Regions from separate parts of the Danio rerio genome. Here region 2 is linked to region 1. A link is a contact called in public Micro-C data. All regions are on one chromosome and are shown on one strand. The core of a region is the stretch at or near the end of the contact, and the rest is flanking DNA. Distances in the headings are between cores, read along the strand shown.

Evidence for each region. Hi-C and Micro-C count contacts between places; a contact is called where the count stands out from the background.
Region 2: a contact with region 1 is called in a Micro-C map of caudal fin, with 9 times the contacts expected there. The contact joins two enhancer-like sites. A contact is called at or near these places in 8 of 18 Hi-C or Micro-C datasets (caudal fin, embryo, fibroblasts and 3 more) and 1 of 4 datasets of contacts at active chromatin or transcription factors (caudal fin).

Annotation. Positions count from the first base shown.
Region 1 is chr18:24,479,050-24,481,573 of GRCz12tu, reverse strand. No RefSeq gene overlaps it. Among named protein-coding and RNA genes, the nearest start is that of cbfb, 94 kb to the right of the region's middle. Within about 2 kb of position 1,258, at least 13 of the 62 cell types and tissues checked have an H3K27ac peak or open chromatin away from gene starts, as enhancers often do. A contact at or near this core is called in caudal fin, where this site is marked.
Region 2 is chr18:24,735,623-24,738,146 of GRCz12tu, reverse strand. The region is part of intron 7 of mef2aa (myocyte enhancer factor 2aa); the gene reads right to left. Among named protein-coding and RNA genes, the nearest start is that of mctp2a, 20 kb to the left of the region's middle. Within about 2 kb of position 1,261, at least 3 of the 62 cell types and tissues checked have an H3K27ac peak or open chromatin away from gene starts, as enhancers often do. A contact at or near this core is called in caudal fin, where this site is marked.

The DNA.
Region 1 (2,524 bases), core at 9-2,508:
ACACACACACACACACACACACGCACACACACACACACACACACACACACATACACATATATATATATATATATATATGTGTGTGTGTGTGTGTGTGTGTGTGTGTGTGTGTGTGTGTGTGTGTGTGTATACATATATATATATATATATATATATATATATATATATATATATATATATATATATATATATTATTCTGAAAATGTCTTATCAAGTTTTTTTTTTTCAAATTTCAAATAAAATATTCTAATTTAAAGCATTTTAAAAAAAATTACAATTAATTGAAAATCAAGGTCGCCATATTGCAGGTTTGATCAAAACTGTTCACTTAGAGCAGAGATGCTTAAACTAGGGCCCGGGGGGCAAAGTTGGCTCCTAATAACCTTTGATTTGGCCCACCATTCCATCTGAAAAGAGGAAGAATTTTAGGAAGGGCTGGAGTTCATGCCTTTAATACGCATTGTCATTTCTAATTTAACATAACCTTTCACTGGTTTATTTTATTGTTAGGCTACAAAAAAAAAGTAAATGTTTCAATCAAATGTTGTAAATGAATCAAATTTTTTTTAATGAACAAACTGTTCGAGCTCAATTCAGAAGTCCCCAGTAAGCAAATAAAGACAAAGGCAGCTTGACTAGTGTATATGGTATTAAATTCCATTGTGTTATAAATGATGGACACTTTTTACTTTTAAATTAATTTTATTATTATTATTATTATTATGATTATTATTATTATTATTATTATGATTATTATTTAGTCATTTTGAAGAAATGTCATCAATAGTTTACAGAACAATAGAAAATTACACTTTACACATAACCCATTAAAAGAAAGTGTAAATCTATATATATATATTTTTTTTGTGACAATTTTTTTGCTTCCTCCATTGGCAGATTAATTTGCTTCTTTTGAGGAAAAACACTTCATTTTGGCATGTTATTTCTTAAAACAAGACAATGTATTTTTTTTTTTTTTGCCTGTCTAGAAAATGCTTCTTGATTTAAGATTTTTTTTAGATATTTAGCCTAGAAACAAGAAAAAAATGCAGTGACATTTGAATCCTAGAAATTTTAGGATTTTCAGACCCTTAAAATCACTTTGTTGATGTAGTCTCAGACAGTGAGCTAGTACTGTATCATATTTTCACAGTAATGTAGTTTAACAGTGCCAGATGTGCAATAGTGTCCAGTGTTGTGCTTCTGCTGAGCACTGCCATCTTCTGGAACGCCTGCTCACAAACTCCCTCCTCCCTCGATACCCTCTCTCGATCTCTCTCTCTCTTTCTCTCTCCCTCTCCTCTTGGACGGTAGCCTGACATACCAGACCCTGTTCGTTAGCGCATATTTTTACCCGCCGTTACTAAATTAGGAAGCCAGTGAGCGAGAACCATGGGTGGCTGCCAAGAGCAGAATAAGGAGGGTCTGCTGAGGGCCTTGCCAGCGCAGCCACTAGCATCAAGAGCCACTTAGAGCTCTCCGAAACAAGAGCCCTGCAGGAACCGAGGCCAAGCAGAGCCTCAAGATATCCTGGCCAAAAGACCAACCAGAACAAACAAACAAATATCCTGCTTTTTTAATGAACACCTTGTCACAGGACTGTCATCACAACCAAACAAACAGCTAGAATTTGTGCTAGACTGAGTTTAAATAGCTTGATAGGAGGGTTTAAATGCATTTAGGAAAACTAATTTAGCTCTTTTATTTCTAAAAATGCTCGCTTGAATGATTTTACAAACATTTATAATGGGTAAAATTTGGTCTGTACAGGTTTTTCATTTTAGAATGACCTAATTAAATGCATCAGTTTTGTCTTTTATGTCAAATAATCCATTTTAACAACTCAATTAAATCAATCAAAACCACAACAAAACTATTTAAAATATAATATACATAATTTGCACAATCAAAACAAAAGTAGCAGGAATTGATTGGAGGGTAAAGCTGTAATGTAATGTTGTAAACATAATTATAGTTGATTATTGCTCTTCTGGTAATTATTAATGTCAATTAACAGAATATTTGTATGTTCAGAGAAACTACACATTAACTTCTGGCTCAAAAAAAAAAAAAAGTTTAGTACACATCAAATAATAAATAAACCATGGAGACCAATACAGTGTGTTTCATTTTTTCCTAAAAGCATTATTTTCACAATGATTTGTTTGATAATTGTTTATTTGACAACCAAAAAATTCTGGACTACATTTTAATAGTCAATTTTATTTTTAGTATTCCTGAAACAAACATTTTAACATTTTACAGTTGCAATTACATTTATAAAACTGCAGCTTGAAAAAGTAAATAAGATGTTTGTTTTTAATCTGAATATTTCCTGCTAAAATGAAAACAAGGAAGAAACATTGTGTAATTAATGCTTTAAGCTTTCTATTTTTCGATTATTATTATTATTATTATTAGTGGTAGTAGTAGTAGTAGTAGTAGTAGTAGTAGTAGTAGTAGTATTACTACTACTGTACTACTACTACTACCAGTGTTGGGGAAAGTTACATTTAAAAAAAAG
Region 2 (2,524 bases), core at 12-2,511, 260 kb before region 1:
TAAAAACAACGTTGCTATTAGATACAGATTATATGTAATATAAATAATAAATCTGATTTATCATGTAATATACAGGAATGGAAATGAAAGATCACTTCAAAATGCTCAGTTATTTAGAGCATGTGTAGTAGTAACTTATAGATACTTATAGTGTGTGGTTGAGTAAATTGTTATTTTTTATTCAGATTTATTCTGTAAAATACTATTGACAGTTCTTCCAAACCTGCTTGCTTTATTTATGTATTATTTTGTTAAATTTATTTATTTATTTATTTATTTAGTTAGTTAGTTATTTAGTTATTTGTGTGTTTGTTTGCATAAAATAACAAAAATATGTCATGTTTTCCAATCTGTTTAGATATTTAAAGAGAATACAATACAATTGTTATGTGTTTACATATCACGTTTTACATAATTCACATACATGTTTACCTTCAAAAGTTACCTTAAGTTATGAAATTAATATAGTAGCATTTTACTCAAACCCATTTACAATCATTATGTATTACATATTTACCCTATTGCAGTAAATTTAAGTAAATCGAGAGAAACTTAGGACTTATGTGAAACTCCTCAACTTATGACATAATTTTGGCCTCTGCTCCATTTTAACGACATCATCATAGAAATAAAAAAATTAAATAAATAAAAAATGCAATCACCGCCCAGGCCAAAGAAATGCAAAAGCGCATAAGATTTTGGGTAATGCTCAAAAATGTAGACTGCAATAGAATGTTTTATGTGGATTTGTGTGTTCTGCTTTGATTGTTCCAAGCTTTTATGTTGCTTCAAAACTAAAATGAATACCAGGTTTATTGGTGAGGTCTTGGGGAAATATAAAATAATTACTAATAACTGCATTTCTGTGGATGCACCATTCTCCTTTTTGTTCTTCCTTGAAAACACCCACAACAGTTTTCCTTTAGCTCTTACACATACATACTGTGATTCTTTTAAACTTCCTTAAAAAGGCTCGAAACATGCAGTGTTGAGTCACACACAATGCAGACTTCCACACACACACACACTCATGATGAGTTCATCCAGTTCATGGTGGGTTTAGTCGATCTCCATCTCAAGCAGTGGACTCTGAGTGCGGCTCTGCTAGTTAAAGTAGTGTGATTTAAAAATCAAACAGCTTATCAGCCTTCCCAATGCATTCTGTAAAACTCACCAACTCCATCTCTTCCTCCTCTGACTGCTTCCAACAGAAAAAAAGCATATGATGCTGTCAGTAAAGAGGCAGGTGGGGCCGTTCTCACCAGGACGTGCCTTCAAAACTAACTTATTCAAATTCAGAGACCCAAGCGTGAACCAAACGCTGCCTCGGGTTACTTGCAGTACAACTGGAAATTCAAATTCAGAGTCAAATTCAAATGAAAAGTCAAATTTGTTGGCACTAAATACACAACGTTTCCATTCCTCACGGCCATGGGGTTTGTTTGATGCTGCAATTAAGTAAATGTAGGGCGACTTCCAGTGCTAAACAAAAGAAGAGCAAATGTATGGGAGAATAATGATGTTTTTGTTGTTGTTTATTTGTTAGTTTAAACTCCTTAGAGAAAAAACTAAAATCACTGAGGAGCTTGACCTCGCAGCAAGGATGTGCTTAACCTTTCACCTCAGACACTCATCCATATGTGAGCTGGTGTGTCCAATAGCCCCATCAATCTTCTTGGTTTCATTGGCACAGTCGACCACTTGCTTTAATTGATTATTTACAAGAGAGAAAAAGTAAACACTAGCTAAATGAGGGCTAGAAAATGAAGCTGAATACTAGTGAGAATTTAAGTACTAATGAATAGTACAGTGTCTATTTCAATGTTTCAGATAACATTTGTGGTACATAAAATGTTAAATAGTTTAATCTTTTTCATTATTGTAATCATATATACAGTTGAGGTCAGAATTATTAGCCCCCCTGAATTATTAGCCTCCCTGTTTATGTTTTCCCTGTTTTCAGTTTAACAGAGAGCAAACTTTTTCGTCATATTTCTAAACATAATAGTTTAAATAACCTATCTCTAATAACTGATTTATTTTATCTTTGCCATGATGACAGTACATAATATTTGACTATATATTTTTCAACACACTTCTATACAGCTTAAAGTGACATTCAAAGGCTTAACTAGGCTAATTAGGTTAACTAGGCAGGTTAGGGTAATTAGACAAGTTATTGTATTACGATGGTTTGTTCTGTAGACTATCGAAAGAAAAAATTAGCCTAAAAGGGCTAATAATTTTGTCCTTAAAATGGTGTTTATTCTTTTATTCTAGCCAAAATAAACTGTAAAAATGTCCTTGCTCTGTTAACCATAATTTGGGAAATATTTAAAGAAAATAAATTCAAAGGGGGGCTAATAAATTTAAACTAACTATATATATATATATATATATATATATATATATATATATATATATATATATATATATATATATATATATATATATATATATATATATATATATATATATATATATATTTATATATATATATAAAACATACCAGCTATATTTGAAA